Linked DNA regions of Mus musculus: region 1 is linked to region 2. A link is a contact called in public promoter capture Hi-C data. All regions are on one chromosome and are shown on one strand. Each heading gives the region's core, a stretch centred on a gene start, on an enhancer-like site or on the middle of the called end of the contact. The rest is flanking DNA. Distances are from core to core; before and after follow the strand shown. Region 1 holds the start of Spen (spen family transcription repressor). Region 2 holds the start of Capzb (capping protein (actin filament) muscle Z-line, beta).

Evidence for each region. Promoter capture Hi-C pulls out the DNA fragments that hold promoters and counts their contacts.
Region 1: a promoter capture Hi-C map of pre-B cells shows a contact between it and region 2, with 4 times the contacts expected there. The contact joins the promoter of Spen here to the promoter of Capzb in region 2.

Annotation. Positions count from the first base shown.
Region 1 is chr4:141,536,689-141,541,731 of GRCm38.p6, reverse strand. Spen (spen family transcription repressor) reads left to right here and starts at 3,135. Exons shown (of 16, transcript NM_019763.2): 1 at 3,135-3,568. The coding sequence starts at 3,486. Gm4123 (predicted gene 4123) reads right to left here. Exons shown (of 2, transcript NR_166589.1): 2 at 4,315-5,043.
Region 2 is chr4:139,190,360-139,195,990 of GRCm38.p6, reverse strand. It overlaps Capzb (capping protein (actin filament) muscle Z-line, beta), which reads right to left and starts at 3,092. Exons shown (of 9, transcript NM_009798.4): 1 at 2,963-3,092. The coding sequence starts at 2,965.

The sequences.
Region 1 (5,043 bases), core at 1,886-4,385, 2.3 Mb before region 2:
TTAATATTATTTTGAGACAGGGTTTTACTATTTTACCTTGGCTGTTGTAGAACTCAATATGTAGACTGGATTCCAACTCACAGAGACCCGCTGGCCCCTGCCTCCCAAGTGCTGTGATTAATGGTGTGTACAACCATACCTAGCCATTACTAAGCATTTTTTAAAGTTTTATTTTTATGTTGTAATTTAAAAAAAAATTGTGTGTGTGTGTGTGTGTGTGTGTGTGTGAGACAGGCTCTTTCTATGTAGCCCCAGCTGTCAATGGAACCTACTTGAATTTACAGAGATTCACCTGCCTCTGCCTCCTGAGTGCTGATATTAAAAGTGTGCACCACCATGCTCATCTCTGTTTTTATTTCTAATTGTGTGTGTGTGTGTGTGTGTGTGTGTGTGTGTGTGTGTGTGTGTGTGCTTTTCCTCTTTGTGTTTGTGCAGGAGAATGCAGATGCTCTTAGATGCCAGAGGCCTGGGATACCTGAAGAGTTAGACTTACAGGTGGTTGACTGTGAGCCATACACTAGTGCTGGAATCCATCTTAGATTTCTGAAAGAACAGTAAATCACTCTTTGGTGCTGAGTCATCTTTCTATCCCTGACCTAAGCTTCTTTTTTAAAAATCAGAAGATTAGATTATCTTTCTGTCAGCTCTTCTTTGTTTTGTTCTTCCCTTCTATGGAAACTTACAACGATACAGGTTCATGAAGAAATCCCCCTTAAGTATTTTGTAACACAGATGGAAACGGGAAAACAACTTCACCAGTGTTTCCTGATGTGTTGCCAGCAAAAAATGCAAAGCACTGAGAAAAAGAAACTCTCGATTTGGGGCTATGCAAAAATCCTTGCTTGTCCCTTGCCTTGTTATCCACAGCATTTGCACTAGCAATAGAAAGCAGAAAGCCCCAAGGCAGGGATTCCTCAGCCCACTCATCTCCGTGTTTTGTTGCTTCCCGATCATTTCCCAGGGTGGGTGGGTGTCACTGCATTCCTGTGGGGGCTTCTCTCCTCCTACCGTGTGTAAGGTTTGGGGTTTGGTGGCAAGCCACCTTTACCTGCTGAGTTTTCTGATGGACAGATTTTTTTTTTTTTTTTAAAGACAGGGTTGTCTCTATATAGCTATGACTGTTCTAGAGCTCACAGAGATAGTCCTGCCTCTGTCCCCTAAGTGTTAGGATTAAGGACCTTGCCACCAGGACTGGCAACAGTACTACTATTAACAAACCCTCTGGCTAATCTAGGAGGATATTTTGTAAAAAAAAAAAAATAATAAAAATATAAATATATAGTTTTAGGGTTGGAGAGATGGCTCATGCTCAGGAATTAATAGCACTGTCTGCTCTTCCAGAGGTCCTGAGTTCAGTTCCCAGCATCTAAATGGCAGTTCACAAGTGTCTATACCTCTGGTTCCAAGGGATCTGACACCCTCATACAGACACATTCAGGCAAAATGCCAATGCACATGAAATAAATTATTGTTTAAAAATCTAGTTTTAAGGAGACGAGGCAAGAAGACTGCCTGGGCTACATAGTGAGACCCAGTCTCAAAATGAAGAAGAGGGTGGGAGGGTGTCTCAATGCTTGAGGACACTATGCCTCTTGCAGGGGATCTAGGTTTGGTTGCTAGCACATGATGCTCATAACCATCCCTAACTCCAGCTTCAACTACACACACACACACACACACACACACACACACACATATCTCAAGATATATATGTATATATATATATACATATATACAGACACACACACACATATATATCAAGATATATATATATATATATATACATATATACAGACACACACACACACATATATATATCAAGATATATTATATACATATAAACTTAGGCTATATGGCAGACTAAAATGAACAAATAATAAAAAATAAACCCTAGTACTTTTTATGGAACAAAAGAAACAATTATGTGACCCCAAATATTATTGCTATTATTTATGATTTTTTTCCAATTCAAAATACTGCCTGTTCGGTTGGTGAAGTTATATGGTAGCCGAGGTCTACAGTCTCAGTCCTGAGAGGTGGGCACAAAACTAGAAGTGTGAGACTAGCCTGAGCTATATAAGACCCTTTCTCAAAAATATAAACAGTGGCTCTGGAAGACCCTTTCAAATTAAGCCAAACAAAGAAAACACTACCAAGAACTGGGAATGTAGCCTAGTGATATATTAACACACCTTGTTGGACGCGGGCGAGGTCCTTAGGTAGAACCCTAATTTGTGTGTACTGCACACTTTGTAGACCCTAAGGGCACAACGAAACAAAAAGTGTAGGCTGTACCCGAAGCACCATTTTATTTTTGTGTATGAAAAATTAAAGTATGAGTTGCTGACGGTTTTAATGAGTTAAGATTTTTTTTTTCTGTTACTCCACAGTGGCCTTTTGCGGTTTTATCTTTCTGAAAGCCGGCCTTACATGAAAGGTCAACTGCCAGTTTCAAAAGTCTGGAAGGGCCGGAGGTCTAATACTCTCTGTTTAAAAAACCAACTATTCCAAACCTTCCGAGGGGAAACAGTATGGAATGTCTGTATCCTTTCAGCTTTAATTCTTGTGTGTACTGTAATCATGAGCAAAGACATCTTGCAGAAGGTTTCGCAAGCTCCTATATAAAAAGTTGCTTAATGTTACAAGCCAATGATTCTTGGGAGGGATGGGTTTCTCTGCAGCGCTGGTCCCTTGTCTGGGCGGTGAAAAGGGTGGCCTGGTCCCGACCACTTTCCCAAGCAGGCGGGGAATCTAGGCGTCCGGAAATGGTCAGGGGCGGGCCGTAGGGCAGACAGGCATAGGGACTTTGGCCTCTAGAAACCTCTTGGCGTGGAAACTAACCGGGTTCTCTTGTGTTTCCCCAGAGCAACGCCTGACCGCAGGCAGAAGCGGCCCCATCCTCCCCCACCCCGACGCCTCCGGCGGCCGGCCTCCCGGCCTCCGGCGCGCCTGCGCACTAAGCTGACTGCGCGGGCGCCGCTTCCCGGCTCCGCATTCCTCCCCCTTCCGAGCTCCGCGCGCCTGCGCGCCGGCTGGGAGGCCCTCCGCGTCGGGGCGGGAGGACGCGCGCGCGCCCGCGGCCAGGGGGCGGTGGCCAGGCGGCGGGAGGCGGGCCGCGCGCGCCGGTGGGAAGCGTCCGGCAGCCACAGCGCCGGCTCCGTCGTAGTCGCGGCCGCCCGGGTCTCGCTCGCCCCTCCTCCCGCTCCCCCGCCCGCCGCCGCCCGCGCGCATGCGCCGCCGGAGCGCGAGGGTCGGCTTCGGGTGTTTGGTGGCGGCAGAGCGGAGCTGCGAGGCCCGAGAGTCAGAACCTGGGGGAGAGGGATGGTCTCTGCACCGGGGGGAGCCGGAGGAGCCGCCGCCGCTGCCGACGCCACCGCCGCAGCCGCCGCCGCCGCCGCCCCGGCGCCCGCCTCCCTGCGCTGACGGCCGCGTACGAAGCCGGCGAGGGGGAGCCAGCCACCGCGGTCGCCGGCACACCGCCCAGCATGGTCCGGGAAACCAGGCACCTCTGGGTGGGAAACTTACCGGAGAACGTGCGGGAAGAGAAGATCATCGAGCATTTCAAACGGTGAGTGACACGAGGCCCGGAGCCGCGCTGGCACCTCGGGCGCCTCTCCGGCCCGTTGCTGGCCACCGGCAGAGCGGCGACGCGCGGCTGGCTCCGGCGCTCTGGGCGGGCGGCTGCTGTGCGGCCACCGAAGGAGCGGGAGCGCTGGGGGGCTGCGGGATCGCCTTTTTGCGCGCCGCCTCGCAGTCCAGCGCGACTGGCCGGGGCCCCGAGCGCCCGCAGAGCCCGGGCTGTGCGGACGCCGCAGCCGCGCTTGGCATCGTGCGGCACCGGGAGGTGGCAGGCACCCGGAGCAGTGGCCGCTCTCCGGAGATTCGTGCAGCGGCGGATGCTTCAGCTCTCTGCGCGGCTGGGCGGAGCGGGCTGCCTGGCGCTCGGCGGCGGCTAAATGGGCTGCCCGTGTCCCGGAGCTCGCGGGGAAGGGAGCGCGAACGCCAAGCTTGGCGCTGCGGATGCATTCCCGCGCCGCGCTGGTGACCGAGCGTTTTTTTTTTTTGTTTTTGTTTGTTTGTTGTTTTTTTTTTTTTTACAATAGACCCTTCACCTCGAATTCGTTAGTGAAGTAGCCAAAAAGTGCAAAATTTTAGCGATTAGGTATGACTTTTCGGTTTCTCTAAATACTTTTTGCTTGTGGAAGGAAAAGAAGTAAATGCTGCTTTTCATACCCGTTGGTAGCATTTAGCGCTTATTTGCTCCCAGAAACGCGTGTCCGGGTAACTGGTAGAGGCCTCAGCATGCAACCCCACTTACAATGAGAATTTATTCATACTTTCCGCACATTGAGAAAGAACGTAGCAAATCTGCGATCGCCTGTGGAAATTCACTTCTCCTGATATCCAATACCCTGGAAGGTTCCAAGTTGGGCGTACTCTGAATTCCCACTATCCAGTCGGTGCAGGGAATATAATTAGGAGAAGGAACGTCCTCACATTAGAGTCAACCTGGGAAAATGGGTTGTGTCGCCCGGTCTAGAACCTCTTTGGTGAGGCCTGGGAAGCGTGAGCGCCTTCCTTTCTCTCTCTCTGATGGAGGGCCATTGATTCTGTTGGCCGTTGCTCTGACCGGGGGTATTAAATCTTCGCCTCCGGGGCGCGCGTGTGCGCGTGCCCGCGTGTGAAAAGGAGCTGGGTATAGTGAGGCCATTCATAACCTGCCGGGATGTCCTCCGCAGGCCTGGGGGAGGTGCGCGCTGCCTGGGACTCCGGGTGTTTACTACGTTGTGTCTGAGACACGGGAGAGGGGGAGGTCCGGAGATGGAGTGTTGGCCGGGGTGCCCGGGGATGAAAGGGGACTGCAGCAGCTGGAGCGCCAGCAGATGGGAACTTTCTCTGCCCGTGCTGCTCCACCCCTCGGCTCGGGTCTCTGCCCTCTAGTAGCAGGTCCTCAGCGTGGAGAAGATAGCACTCCGCTTTCTTAGGTTCTGGAGTGGAAACCCCTCTGCGCTGTACCTCCTTTAAATCGCCCAGTGGCTCTTC
Region 2 (5,631 bases), core at 1,843-4,342:
CATCTCTCTGGATCTTATTCACAGGCCGAGACCACCAAGATACATTAGAGTCTACTCCACGATTTCGCCTTTTAACAACAGGAGCGAGCTCTCCTATCAGAGCTCTTGTCATCAGTGCCATCTGTGAGCTCCTTGGCCTGTCACTGCTCCAGCCCCACCATGAGCTGGAAGTCAGAAACCAGAGCCCTGTCAGGGCTTTGACACTGTGAAGCACTTAAGGACAGTAGTAAGACTGTCTGCTAAGGGGATGTAAATAAACCCCATTTGCCTAAGCACTTTTACTGGGGACAGTTAACTTGACTCCAAGAAAAATCACTCCAAAGTCAAATGCACTTCAAATCTCTCCCCCTGATGGGTACACTGGAGCTGGCTAGCCATTTGCTCTACCAGCCAACCCACTGAAAACAGAGCTATGGTCCTCTTCATTCATTACCTAGGATGCAGCCCCACTCTGCCACTTCTGGTTTGCCCAAACTACCCACATTAGGGCATCAGATTATACTAGCATAGTAGGCAGTCAGAAAACATTTAGGAGGTTGGGGTACATGAAGAACAAGTTAACGAGTGTCAAACCTGGGTGGCTGCGCTCACAGACCATCCCAGATCACACTAAGCAATCTCCTGTCTCACCCTCACTGTTGCCCAAGCTGGCCTTGAATGCCTTAAACAGCTGAGACTGCAGGTATGTGGCACCACGCCCAGCCTTCCACGACAGATCTTTCAGAGTTAGGTACTGTTCTAGGACCAGATAGACAGGGGCAGAAAACACAAGACCAACATCTCTGTCCCCTAAGAGCTCGGGGATCAGGCCCATAGGCTATGCTCCTGTCTCAAAATGGCCATTTCCTAACAGGAGAGCCACCCAGAGTCTGCAGAGGTAAGCACTTGCTCTCCCTGGCTGGGCCTGAGCATCCATCCCATCATTATGGTTCTTCAACAGTGTCATTATATCAGACACACAACAGCAGACAAGGAAGACCGCAGTCTGGAGGCTGCTAGGCAGGCTCCCACTGGCCAAGAGTGCTCTCCACACAGATGCAACAACATTTTGAATGAGTTACAATGAATGCCCCAGCTTTTCTTCACCTGTCAGATGGACAAAGCGAAAGCCTAGATGATTCTGTGGAGACTAAGTCCCATCTGGCCACTCCACCACCCTCTCCTGCTTTGGTGCTGGGAGTACACACAGAAAACTTCAGTCTACTTTGAAGAATCTCACCCAAAACTGTCCTGGACAAGTCCTTTCCCCCTGCAGACTAAGGTCAGGGGTTCAGACCCCCAGGCCCGTTTCCAGCCAAGAGCAATAACATGAAAACCTGTCTTGCCTATGCTTTTAATCAATATATAGAAAGTTTACTAGCCAATCAGACTTAGTCATCCCCAATACAGTTGCTGCACCCTTGCTAAAACAAGGCACAGGGTACCTCAAAACCATCTAGGGTCCAAAATCCCCTCCTAAATATCGACCAGGCAGGAGGGGAGCCACCTGTAAGGCTACACGGAGCAGGTGGGTTGCCTTCCCTCTCAGCCTACCTTACAAGGCTTCCTTGACCATGTGAGGTAGTTCTCTGGCCCTTCCACCACCAAAGATGGTGGGCCTGCTCTGCAGGTATCCAGGTAGATTAGGGGGTGCAGGGGTATGGGGGAGGAGGGAAGTGACACATCTAAGGCTCCTCAAATAAGTTGCTAGCATAGTGTGCCTGTCTTCATTACCAAAACAAACACCATGAGTGGAGTCCGGGAGCTCTCCGGCCTGTGAGTTTCTGCTCACCTGCTCCGAGGCACCTCCATAATCAGCAGTCCCAACTCTAACAAGCTGACAGTTCAGGGGGAAAGGAAGGCTGCGCCTGCTAGGATGCATCGTGTCCAGGCCGTAGGTTGGGCTGCTGAGCTCCGTGTCCCCCTAGCCCCAGGGCTGCGGCCTCACAAGAGCAATTGTGAGTTCACCCCTGTCCAGTTGGCTTACCAACCCGTCAGCACTCTGCTCCCCACTCAGGCAGGGCACCCCTCAAGACGCGCTCTATTAGCCGCACTACCACTAGGCCCTCCCAAGGGAAATGCCCTGTTCTGCCTTCCGGGCATACAGATGCCGCCCTTCTCTCCCTCGCTCGCCTGCTCACTCACACCGAAGCGGCCTCCCCAGAAAGGGGCAAACCTAGGAAAGGCTCAGTACCCAGACCACCCCCACCCTGGCTGGGGCTCTCCCCCGCTCGCCAGAGGCTGCCCAGAAAGAGCCTCCTAGGAACAGGAGAGGGGACACCTGGGTCAGGAGCAGGACACGGAACAAGCAGGGTCTAGATGGGAGGGTGAGAGCAGCGAAGGGCTGACGCAGGCTAGGCTAAGTCGTGAGAAGTCGGGGGAAGGGGACGGCTAGGGCCGGGGACAGGGAGGTGCAGGGAGGGGGGGAACACAGCTGGAGTAGAGAGGCCACACTTGAGGACCGACCGCAGAGAGAAGATTCCATGACGGTGAAGGAAACAAACCTAGGCAGAGTTCACTGGAAAGGGCTTATCGGGGTGCAGACTGGGGCCATGGAGAGGAGAAGAGTTTGGGGGAAGGGGACCTAGACTGGACCACTGGAGCGAGAACCACGGTCCTAGCCTGGGCCCTGGGGCCGAGGCAGGAGCCCAAGTACAGCCCATGGGATGAAGGCCTGCGAGAGGGGTGCCCGGCCTGGCCCCTGAAGGAAGGAAGGTCTAGCCTGGGATAGGCGAGACTAGCCTGGACTTGCAGGGAGAAGAACTGGGCTCCACATGGAGCCCAGGGCGGGGTCATAGGCTATCAGGGCCTCCCGCCGCCCACTCCGGACCCGAAGAGTGGCGTCTGCCTAGGGTCCGGGACCCCGCCCCTCCCCCACCCCGGATCCCCACCCTTCCCGGGCCGGGCGGGTCGGCGAAGGAGTGGACGCGAGCTCCGGCGGTGAGAGGGGTCCCGGGATGGAGCCGTGAAGGGGTCCCTTTACCATGGTGGCGGCGGCGGCGACGGTCCCTGTCCCGGCGTCTGTGGCTCTCCCCCCCGCAGCAGGGCCCTGCGCTTCCACTTCCCCGGGTGCCCAAGAGTGAACATCCGGGTCAGCGCCCCCCTCCCCCCCCCACCCCCCCGCGCCGGGCAGCCACCACCTTCCTTCCCCGCCCCGGCCAGCCCGACCCGCCCCCCAGCCGCCAGCTCCCGACCAATGAGAGCGCGGGGCCGCAGCGATCGCCAAGTATGGAGCGCCGCGCGGGGGGCGGGGACGGGGGCAGGCCCTGTGGTCGAGTGGGCGTGTCCTGTCTCAGGAGGGGCGGGCCAGGCGCAACGCTCCTGCGCGGCCAGGGCTGTGGCGTTCCGGAGGGACTGGGTCTACTTGCGTCCCTCCTCTGACTGTCAGCCTCGCTTCTCGCAGCTGCAGGACGCGGGCTAGCTGAGGGTGGAGCGGTTCACTGGTTCCCCTGGGCGGAGGATGCGGAAGGCGCCGAAACTAGGAGGGGACCGGCCCTCCGCAACCCACCCGGACCCGGAACTGGTGCGCCGGACGAGGCCCGGCCCCTACAGAGCGAGCGGAACCTGCATGGGGAAGCCGGCTCTGCCGCCCCTGTTGCTGAACACCTGCTATCAGGACCAGGCGGGCAGCTTTTAGGTACCAAAAGATGACAAGTGAATAAGCCATAAGGATCCCTGCCTGCACTTCATAGCTACCAGAGTAGTTGTGGGAAAGACCCGGGTAAGAAGACTAGAACATTTGGGTTCAATAAATGCTGTTTCATATACTTTTTTACATTATGTACAGAGAATCAGCCCGTTTCCCTAAATGAGTATCTCTCTCGAATCATATAGTGACTCAGAAATCCCTCTTTGTTTTCAGGTCTGAAGATTGAACGTAGAGCCTCAGGCAGGCTAGGCTAAGCTCTTCCACTTAACTGCAGCCCCAACCAGAAATTTGCTGTTCAAAAGAGTGAATTTTGTTTTGTTATCTAGAACTCAGGAGCCCTAGAATTGCACGTTTTGTTTATAACAACCCCCTACACGGCTTGCTCACCCTCCGTTTAGAGTCATATCAGGTCCTGAGAAGAGATCAGAAAACATCTGAGGGGAAACTGTGCCCTAGGCCTCTGAGCTTATAGTCAAGTGAAAGCTTGCAGGGACAGCCACCAGCAAAGAAAGCGTCCAGGTAAGTCTCTCAAGAATGACATAGACCAATATTACAGGAGTTCAGAGAAGGGAGTGGCACTTAGAAGGTCATTACACCGGAAGTATTTATCATGTAGCTATTGGCCAAGCACTGTGTAGGAAGCAGGCTGGAGAAATTACAGCTTTGAGCAAAATAGCCCATGATGGCATATGGCTTGTGGGTAAGATTTCACCTCCAGGAATAGAGCCTCTTACAGCCTGGGTAAGTACCCCTGTCCTGAGTTAAGGCCCCTTCAAGCTTGAAACCTGGTCAGAGACCAGGTACCCTATCTAATAAAGTATTGGGGGTGAGATGTGGAAAAACAGTGGATAGAGCAGGTAGACAGACGAGCCCTGTGGTGGTATTTTGGAGGATGGTCCAAGGGGGCTTTAACTCAGAAACTAACGCTTGACCAGATAGCTGAAGGTGGGGATGGAGCAGACCATGCGCCCATTGTCAGCACCTAGGTATCCACAGAGGCCACTGTGGCCAGCCTAAATTGTGTGTGAGCAGCAAACTGCAGTGAGCCTACTGTGTGCTGGACTACAGGGTAACTAGGGAGGGCCTCAGAAAGCTATTTGTGTGTCCCAGACAGTTTTATTTTAATGTCAGAGAAACAATACCTGAGGTTACCCTCAGTTTCCCACATACATGCCTTCCTGCATGGGAACAGACATAAAACACATGTACACACACACACACCGGGGAATTTTTTAAAGCATACATATTGGGCCTAGGGAAGTGCACTGTGGGTAAAGTGCTTGCTGTCCAAGCATAGGGACCTCTCTGATCCACAGCATGTAAAAGCCAGGTACAGCTAGCTGTGTATTGGAGAGATATTCCCAATGCTGTGTGAAAGGCAGGAGGATCTCTGGGGCTTGGTGACTAGCCAGCCTAGCCAAATGGCAAACTCCAAATTCAGTTAGAAAGGCCTATGGTGGTATATACCTATAATCCCAGCACTCAGAAGGCAGAGGCAGGAGGATCTCTGGGAGTTCAAGGCCAATCTACTCTACATAGCAAGCTCCAAGACAGCCAGGACTATACAGAGAGAAGACGAATTCTATGAGAGACGCTGGGTCAAAAAACAGGGTGGATGGGCTGGCTCAGTGGGTAAGAGGACTGACTGCTCTTCCAGGGGTCCTGAGTTCAATTCCCAGCAACCACATGGTGGCTCTCAACCATCTGTAATGGGATCTGATGCCCTCTTCTGGTGTGTCTGAAGACAACTACATTATATTCATATAAATAAAATAGATAAATTTAAAAAAATAAACAGGGTGGATCAAGGTATAGGAAGTTGGGTTTCAGACCCAAGGGGCTGAGGTACATATTTTACATACCAAAGCAGACCTGGCCTCCAGGTTCTCCCTGCATCCCTCAGTCCCTACCTGACATACCCTGCCCTCTACCCTGAATTTTCCAGCCTAGGGGCTGGGCTGCACTTCCCACAGAGGCTCTTCCCTATATAATCAGACATTTTG